Linked DNA regions of Gossypium arboreum: all the other regions are linked to region 3. The links are chromatin contacts, called in public Hi-C maps. All regions are on one chromosome and are shown on one strand. The core of a region is the stretch at or near the end of the contact, and the rest is flanking DNA. Distances in the headings are between cores, read along the strand shown. Region 1 holds the start of LOC108464422. Region 2 holds the start of LOC108461933 (protein DETOXIFICATION 19-like). Region 3 holds the start of LOC108463309 (protein DETOXIFICATION 18-like).

Evidence for each region. Hi-C and Micro-C count contacts between places; a contact is called where the count stands out from the background.
Region 1: a contact with region 3 is called in a Hi-C map of leaf, with 3 times the contacts expected there. The contact joins the promoter of LOC108464422 here to the promoter of LOC108463309 in region 3. A contact is called at or near these places in 2 of 5 Hi-C or Micro-C datasets (both in leaf).
Region 2: a Hi-C map of leaf shows a contact between it and region 3, with 2.2 times the contacts expected there. The contact joins the promoter of LOC108461933 here to the promoter of LOC108463309 in region 3. A contact is called at or near these places in 2 of 5 Hi-C or Micro-C datasets (both in leaf).

Annotation. Positions count from the first base shown.
Region 1 is chr13:113,722,962-113,725,987 of ASM2569848v2, forward strand. It overlaps LOC108464422, which reads left to right and starts at 1,411. Exons shown (of 21, transcript XM_017764716.2): 1 at 1,411-1,697; 2 at 2,110-2,346; 3 at 2,959-3,015. The coding sequence starts at 2,252. It also overlaps the pseudogene LOC128286843.
Region 2 is chr13:113,436,944-113,440,268 of ASM2569848v2, forward strand. LOC108461933 (protein DETOXIFICATION 19-like) reads right to left here and starts at 2,027. Exons shown (of 7, transcript XM_017761921.2): 1 at 1,588-2,027. The coding sequence starts at 1,866.
Region 3 is chr13:113,586,049-113,589,481 of ASM2569848v2, forward strand. LOC108463309 (protein DETOXIFICATION 18-like) reads right to left here and starts at 1,755. Exons shown (of 7, transcript XM_017763258.2): 1 at 1,358-1,755; 2 at 746-1,290; 3 at 578-664; 4 at 422-478. The coding sequence starts at 1,615.

The sequences.
Region 1 (3,026 bases), core at 161-2,660, 140 kb after region 3:
CCTACCCACTTTGGAATGATTTAAGTCATGAAATTTGGGAATATCCCACACACTATCCAAGATTATTACAACACCAAGGTCTCCATGTGCATGGTTAAGCTTGAGTTGGCAAAATAACTTGATGATTTACACCACCAAAAACTCATCCCAATCACCCAACAAGGGGACCATATCTTTCCAAGCTGTCCCCTATACACCTCAAACACATGGTTCTCGCACATCCGATCATTTTAAACACGAAATAATCATATAAACATGTAAAAATCTATATAATACTGATTATAATTATCTCAACTTCCTTCCTTAATATAAATACTAGTACACAAGCTTACTTATATCAACATTCCAAACTCCCACACAAGATACATTGTAATCAAAATCTCCCACGGAAAATCGGAGGAAAAGGTTAAGCTCTGGTGATCAAGATTCCGATTTCGAATTCGGGTGCTATACCTGCCGCCCGGATTCACCCTCTTTAGATCCATATAAAACCTCACCAGCCGATCATCTTTTCTTCAATGGCCGACTCTTGCCACACGCCTTTCCTTTACAGCTTTCTCCAACAACAACAACAACAACAACAATGGGTTCAGCCGAAAATGGTTCTCGACCTACAAGCCGAACAAGCAGCATCAACAGCAAGCATTCATTGATGTCTTCGAGAAGCAACAGTAGCAACAGCAGAAGCAGTACTTGCAGCAGTGCAAGAACAAGCTCGAGTGACAGTTCGGAGAGGAGATTATTGTACCATAGAAGAATCCGAGGATGTGAAAACACAGCAAGCAAGCTTGCAAGTGGTCAGTTGTATGGGGATCCCCACAGATGGCAGTATATAACAGCAGTGCCTGTTCTGAAACGTGAGGTTTCCAGGAGGAAAATACTGAAGCTAAGAAACAAGGTGATCATCAACAAAAGTGTGTTTCTAGAGGAAGATCAAGGGGTTGCCTGAGATTTTTCAGGTTATTTTTGTTGGCCTGTAGGGAATGCCATGCCTTGGAACCTTCCAGGAAACAAAGGTGTGGGGCAAGGAAATTTGACTAGTGTTGTTCGATAATTCATGATTAATTAATCCATGTAGATTATTCAACCTTTTTTTCCCTGAATATATTCTTGTTTGAGTTTGTGTTGATTTTGTCCTTTCAACGTCATTTGTTTGGAATTTTGGCACAAAATTCCTTGTAAACAGAAAATAAAAAATCAGAAAGAAAAAAAAACCATTGAAGATATATATATCATTTCCATGATTTTGGTATTATTACATTATTAGATTTCAAATATTCGGTTTAATTTTTAATATTTTTAAAGAATTTTATAAAAATATATCTTATATCAATATTTGATTTACAAATTTAATACACCAATAAATATTTTAATTTGGTCTGTGAAAATTTCAATAATATAGATAACAAAGGCCCATTTGGATCATGGCCTTGCTGAGCCATGTTTTTACCTTAATACGCTGCCCGTTTAACGTTTATCTTACAAATCTCCTTCTAAAAGGCGCGTTTTAAGTCATCGCGAAATTAAAATTTTCCCGAAAAAAAAACCTCGAGAAAAACTCCATATTAACAAACAAAACTTTTATTTTTCTTATTCCTCGATTTTCTTTCAAAGCTCTTAAACACCCACGCTATTGACAGAAACAGAGATAGAACTATCGTAACAACGAAAGAGAAAGATCTGCAAAAACCCAACAGGTAAAATAAAAGGAAAACATCTTTCGAACAAAAAGAAATAATCTTATGAAATTGAAAAAAAAAAACATGTTGTTTTTGTTGGGATATTGTAGTTTCAGTATTAAAGGATATTGAAATTTGTCGCTGTTAAATTTGGTTTTAAGAATTCTTGTTTTTTTTTTTTTTTAGCATATCAATTTTAGCTTATCCTTTCTTTCGCGTAACAGAAGTGGAATTCTTTTTTTTTTTTCTTTTGGTGTCTCTTTATATGTTCTTTGCTTTCAGTGTGAGAGCTTATACATCTGCTTTTAATTAGATTTTTAGATCTTGAAATGTGGGAATCTTTTAGGATATGTTTTTGCATTTTGTTATTTGTAGGTGTTAGTTTTTATTTGAGAATATTAATGGTTTTGGTTTTATATTTCTGTTTCAGGGATTGGGTTTTTGATAATGGTTTTGCCTATTTAGAAGTGGGTATTGAATTGTAATTGAAGAATGGGTGGAATGTGAATGTTTTGAGGGGTTGATTTTGGGGTGGCTTTGATCTTTGGTGTCCAAGGAGTTTGTACGTAGAAATGGCTGATATAGAAGGTTTACAACCAGCAGCGGGGTATAGATTTAGTCAGGTGGAGTTGATTGGCAGGGGAGCCTTTGGTGACGTCTATAAAGTGTAAGCCTGTTATTTTGATTTATTTCCCAATCACATTGCTTGAGTTTATTTGCATTGTTTATTTACATTTTGTTGTAAGAAAAGAACTTAAATCTAATGTGAGTATTACTTGTGATTGAATATTTACGTTGCACATTGTAGAAATCTTTTTCCGGTGTTTAATTTAGAGTTGCTTCATGTTTGTGGGATTAGATTATTGATAATAATGCTTTATTGAATTGAAATCTTATCCTGTCTTAAGTAGAAAGTATACCATTTACCTAAAACTTGAACTAGTGTGTATATATATATGGACAAAAATATCTTCCTAACGGATGGGGAAAAAGGAGCTTAAAGGGCTGTTGGGTGAAGATTGACTAAGCACTAACTTGGCAACACCTAACAACCTTATGAGCATTATAATTACTTTGTTTTGTTATGTTTGTTGTTAGCTTCTTTGATTTTGCTAAGTTTTGACCATTATGATTATCTTGAGATAGGCACATTATTTGGTATGTGCTAATAATAGAAGTGGCTTCAAAAATGACTGTTGCAAAAAGATGTGGTTGTTTAAATCATGAGCCATGGTTAATGAAAATGAGATGGATAACTGATGCTTTTCTTGATTTGCAGGTTTGATAAGGAATTGAAAAAGGAAGTTGCTATCAAAGTTATTGATTTAGAGGAATCGTAAGTTGGTA
Region 2 (3,325 bases), core at 777-3,276, 150 kb before region 3:
TGTAAGGAATATTAGAGGGTTTAATAACCTTTTAAGAGTATGAAAGTAGTCAATAGAATTCATAAACTGAACATTGATGTTGTATGCCTACTGGGAACTAGGGTCAAGCAAGATAAATCACTGAATATTGCTAATAGTTCTTTTTCTTGTATTACATTGGTATTTATATGGTATTAGCACCAAATAAATTCGCTCTATTAAAAAAATTGATTTTTTTTTTATTTTACCAATCAATGATTAGTTACTGTGACAAATTGATGGCGTTATTCTCTTTGATCCCGCCAACTATCAACTATTCATTTCAGATCATTTACTTATATATTCATTAATTAAAATTTTTAGGTTATTTTTATAAAAAAATCAAACTTGTCCAAGCTCAGTCTGACTTGACTTGGGCCAAGCTTGAATAAGTATTTTTGTATCTCGACTTTGTTTAAATTCAATTTAAATATTAAAAAAATTAAAATTAAATTAAAATTAAATTTTAAAATATATAAAATATCAATAAACATATAATTTAATATTTTATTAATTTTAAATAATTAAACGATTTTTTTGAGTGAACCGACCCAAAACAAAATTTTCTGAAATCAGGCCTTGGTCTGGCCGGCCCATCAACATCTCAACATTCCCTAGTTTGAAGGTGGTGTAGGAATGAAACGTTTGGATAATTGATATATAGCTTGTATCATTCAAGTGATTAGAAGCATATTGGCAAGTCTAAGGCTCTTTATGGATAGCCTGGTTGAAGGATTACACGCTAAAAAATCCATATTTTTGCAAGTTTCACTGAGAAGAAATTCTAGCTAGAGCTGGAGGAAGATTCTAAAACTCGGAAGAAGCTGCATCTGTGTTGGCTAACTTGGATGTCAGTAACAATAAACTAACTATTTCTGCAATTTGGAATGAAACTAGAGAAAAGGAGAGGAAAGTCGGATGATTTGGTTTCCACTTCATATACCAAAACATTCCTTTCTAATTTGAACGTTTGTCCTTCCAACAAAAGATAAGACTTACTGGAAGGGGGATGAGCATTGAGAGTTATTGTTCGCTATGTCAAGGGAACTAGGAAACAAGAGATCGTCCTTTTGTAAATTGTATGTTTGTTAGTGTCTTACGACCTAGGAGAAGCTGGGGGATGGAATCAGGAGATTCATTGACTTTGCACAAGACTTAAAGGCAAAGCTCTTGTTGTTTATATTTGAAGTTAGCATGGAATTCTTTCATTTACTTGGTCTGGCGAGAAAGAAATAGAAGACAGTTTCAAAGGTAACGTTTGAGTATTGGTGAGCAGGATATTGTAGGTTTAAGGCTTTCTTGGATAAATAAAAACTTACCAAAAAAGAAAGAAAGAAAGAAGAAGCTATAATCAATGAGACCCAATCTTTTATTTTCTTCTATAACCCTTCCCAACAAATTTCTTCACCTAACAGTCAAGACAACAGTAATCATAAAGCTATAACCCAGTATACCAGTCTATAAATGTGAGGATACAATAAGCTTTTAAAGAGCTTTATTTTCTCCAAATAAGACGGAGTCATGACCTATGGTGTTATAAAGATGGGATGAGAGTAAATATAGAGTTACCATGAAAGCGTAGCCAGTGACATTGGCCCATGAATTGGCAAGTGTAGCACCAGCAAGGTCAAGCTCTCCAAGGTGACCAGCAAACATGACAGAAACCAAAGCAATGGCATAGTAAAAGACATTGGTAAGGATCATGGGCAGTGAAAATAAGATTTGAGTCTTCGCTTCTTCTACATCTAAAACATTCCTCAAACACCTTGTTTCTGTACTTTGGTCTTGTCTTTGGGAAGCTTGACTCAAGAGAGCTGTAGTATCTAAGCTTGAGTTTGATGGCTCCATAACTCAGATTTTCTTGGGATGAACTTTTTTCGTTTTGAAGGATTATTGGGATATTCTTGTTCGTTATTATTGCTTACCAATTTGGCATTTTTCAATCTCTTGAAAAAGAAAGAAAAAGAAATTGGAATGACGGATGGGATTCTTTATGTGGTAAGTCTGGTAGATGGAAATTGATTGGTCGTATTCAACGCAAAAACAAATATATGGTTGCAATTATACACAACTTTTTTTCGCATATGTTCTTATTTTGGATATACCAACAAAAGTTTGACTATTTGTTATTTAAATAGAAGGAAAGGATGAGGAGAGATTAAATCTTTCTTAATTAATTTATAGATTAAAGTTAAATCATTGCTATTCCTATTGCTATTTAACTGCTATAAGATCCACAATTCTCTGAACTTAGGCTTTTGTTGTTCACATAAAAACATTCTCTCCATAGAATAAATGTAAAATAACTAGAAATAATCGAAATCAAAACTATTTTTAATGATAATGACTAAAATATAAGTTTTTTCAGTACCAAAAATAAAAACTTGTAAAGTTAAATGAGTAACCATGAAATTTTTTCTTTGTTATGAAAGTTGAAATATTGAGATTTTATGGGGACTACTGCAGATGTGGATGGATCGGGGCAGGAACACTCAATTGGCAACTAAAATAGACAGGCTGGAGCCACACTTCCTCTTAAACGCTCTCAGGCTTTGATCTATGTGCCCCTAGAAGGAAGGAAATTTTACAGATTTATCTTTCAAGATATGATTGAACCCCAGTTTTTAAACGTGGTACACATGCTATATCATTAGTTGATTAATTTTGAAACATCAATACATACATTGAAATTTAAACATTACTAAAAGTATATAAAAATTATAAAAAAAAGAGTAAACTATACCATGGTTTGCTTTTTTTTTTTCGGAATTGGTTCAAATTTTTTTATTAATTACGAAAATAATTCACTTGTAAAATTATGTCTGAGAATAAGCCATTTGCTATAGTAAATTTTTATGTCATCGTTGCTATTGACGGCACGACCTCTAATAAATATTTAATTATTGGTCAATTTTAAAAATAATAATTTCTTTGGGTGTTGTTGTTGCCATTGGCTGTACTAGTAAAAATAAGTGTACATGTCATGCTAGAATACTCATATTCTAAGAAAAAAGAAAAAAAATATTAATAGAAAGCATGTTAGATTTTTTTTGGTGGTGTTGTTCTCTTTGACAATGTCGGTGCTTTTTTTAAAAAATAATTTTTAATAGGCGTTGCCGGCCTCTATGACAGCTCTGAGAAATTCTAAAAACATTGTAATTCATTTTTTAAAACGAAGACTTAGATTTAGAGCAACAAAAAAATAAAATGAAACCTTAATGAGAAAAAAGAAGGAAAAAAATGATATGTATATATTTGGCTTAAAAGTAGAAGCTCCAATAGTGAGAAAAATGAGAAAGAAAATTGA
Region 3 (3,433 bases), core at 505-3,004:
AGTTGTAGATCTAATCTATATTCTCTAATAAAATCAATTTAAGTTCCTATAATTTTGAATTTTGAAATTTCAGTTTTAATGTAAATGATATTCATTAATCCATTAACTAGAGTTTTAATGAAAATATGTTAAAATAATAAGCTAGCATAACATTACATACATGTTTGTCGTGTCAGATTTTGGAAATAGTAGCACTTCACTTAATGAATTTAACAATTATCATTTAGGGAGAGTTAAAATTGAAAAATCTGAAATGAACAGGGACTAAAAATGAACGAATTAAAATATAAGGATTAAATCCACAATTTTCATAAAGTATAAGGACTAAAAACAAAATTCAACCAGTTAAATATAATTATGTGAGGTATATATTTCTATCCAAATTCGAATAACAGAGATGAAAATTGGTGAAAAAGCTAACCTTCCAGCAGCACTAAGGCCGTATGTGATCATGTAGGCAATGTTTTCTGTATTCACACTGGAGGAGATGATACAAAAACAAAACTAAAGCTCGGTAAAAATGGATAAGAAAATATATGATTAAAAAAAAAAAAAAAAGAGAGAAGAAAAATGCTACCATATTGCAATCAATGAAGTTGTTATTTTTGAATTCGGCATCAGACCAGCTAAGAACACAAGAATCTCAAATGCCCAGAACTCCAAACTAGCACAACATATGATCAATAGTAGTGTTAAACTCATACTAATAGTTTTAAGGAAAATGAAGGGTTAAATAAATACTCACCAAACCATTGCCACAGATGGAAGGGCTAATTTGGAGTTCCGTATGATATAACGAAATGATTCTAAAGAGAATCCGGTCCATGTGTTCTGAAATTTGTTGGCGAAAAGAACATATAGAGCTAATAAAAGAAATGATATCCATATTGAAATTGAAGCCGCCATAGGAGCACCTTTGTAAGCAACACTTGTCCTGTTTACCAAACCGTAAACAATCCCGAAATGCATAACCAAAGGAACGGCAGAAAACACGACCAAAGGTATAACAACGCTTTGTGTCTGAAGAAACCTCAATATGTTTTGCAGAAAACCATAAGCAAATAAACCAGGAATCAAGTACTTGATGTAAACAGCAGCAGCTCTCGAGATTTCAGGATCTTGATGAAGCAAAACAAGGATTGGCTCAGTGAAGGACCATAAAACCGATATGATAATCGAGAAAAAGAAGGAAATAATGCAAGAAGCTTGAAGGTAAATCCCCAACATTTTGTACATTTTTGCAGCAAATCCTTGACCACAAAGGGTCTCCAATGCTCCACTTAAGCCTGTCTGATTTCACAAAAATTTTGAGACGAGAACATGAAAAAGCAGATTAAGATTTAAACTAAGAGTTTACCATGAAAGCAAAACCAGTAACAGTGGCCCACGAATTGGCAAGTGTTGAACCAGCAAGCTCGACCTCACCAAGGTGGCCAGCAAACATGACAGAAACCATAGTAATTGAGAAGTAAAAAACATTGGATAACACCATTGGCACTGCAAACATTATTTGAGTCTTAGCCTCTCCTAAATCCACGACTTTTTTCCAACACCCTCCATTGGTTCCTTCTGGTCTACAGCCATTAGCACCCTCTACATTCAATGGACTTGCCATTATTGTAGATTTAAATGGAAAGCTTATCTCGCTTCTCAGAGATGGTGTTCATTACATACTGTATTATAGCACATCCAATGTTGCGAGTTTTACATTTTGGTCCTTATAGATTGTTTTAACCTTTTTTTTTTTTATTCTAATAAAACTTCTCCTTAATTAATTTCTTTTCTTTTTATTTTTGTTCTTCAGTGTTTTATCAAGTTTTAGATTAATTTTTATTAGATGTTTAAATAATGAGACACAAAATTGTAAAAATTTTCACATTGATATGCATTATTTTTCAGTTTAAGAAATAAATTTAATCGTCTTATTAACATAAAGTAAAAAGAATATATTAATTTAATATTATATAACATACAATTAAAAATCGATATAATTTATAATTACTGTAATAAATCTATTGAAAAATAAATTAATTTAATGAATTGAATGATTGATTAAATTTAAACCATGCACACAATTCGATAGCTAAATACTCAAATTTATTTTGTACTGATGTAAGGTAAGATAATTTATGGTGGCTTCAAATTACAATATTGTTTTGGTTGCCTGCGTCTCAACTTTGACTCTTTGACCCTTCGGGATTTGTGAGACCAAACCTTTTTATATATTTTAAAACATAAGTATTTATTGAAAGCCGCCACCGTTTCCTCAATCAACAAAGCAGATAAGTTTTCTATAATAATTTAACATTGAGTTGATTATTGCAAATTAAAATATTATTTAAATTTTTATAAATTTTTACATTTAAAATTTAGTTTTTTAAGAATTTAATATCTTTAAATATAAAAATCAGTTCTTTTATCATTATAAAATTTTATATTAAATTTTCCAATGTCATTTTGAAGTTAAAAGGTATTCATATAATACTTATAAAAAAAATATTTTCAGAATATTTTTTTAAAACATCTATTCAAATTTGTAATAAACTTAATAGTTTTTTATATTAAGTGATCAACAATTTTTTTAAAATATTATATTAAGTAAAAATTAAAATAATTATAAAATACATTAAAATATTAAATGATGAAAGGTTGAAGAGTAATTTGGACACATTTACAAATCGAGGGAGTAAATGTTAAAATAAATGTAGATATAATATAAATAACAAGTAGTGGAGTGAGTAGTTTGAAAGAGAATGCATCCAAAGTCAAAGTAGAATACCAAATTAATTTCCTCTCTCCAATTGATCTTTCATAAAGAAAGGAGGATTAGATTTTCTAAATTTAAAATTTGTATTTCATAAAGCAATCGATTTTTTTTTTTAAAAAAATTATCAAAATTAATTTTTAAAAAAATGGGATCCGACCCGAACCGGTGGAAAGAAGCCTGTAACCGGCCCAACTTTGGTGTCTTAGAAAGGATTTTAGCCCATAACTTTGGGCTTGGGTAAATCTCACTTTTCTATTTTAAAACCAATTAACTTGAGTTCACGCAGTTTTTACGTACTTTGCTCTCTACTCATGAAATTAATTTTAAATAAATTTTAAGTGTATAACACAACATCTCGATTTAATATCAATCATGAGGGTGAAATTTTATTAATTTTTATTACAAATGAGATGTGTTTTTAAATTGAGCAAAATAAAATTTGACAGGTATTTTGTTTTAAATAAATTATGATTTACTTTAAATATGTACGAATAAATAATTTTTTATTTTATGGGATCGCATTTAATTACTAAAATTAAATTTATATTTTTAAAAATTATATGATATATATTTAATAAGATATCAATTTTAGACGTCCATATAACTGATTCTCAAATCTATTTTTTTTCTATATTTTAGTGTAGACCTAAAATTGTTATTTTTTAG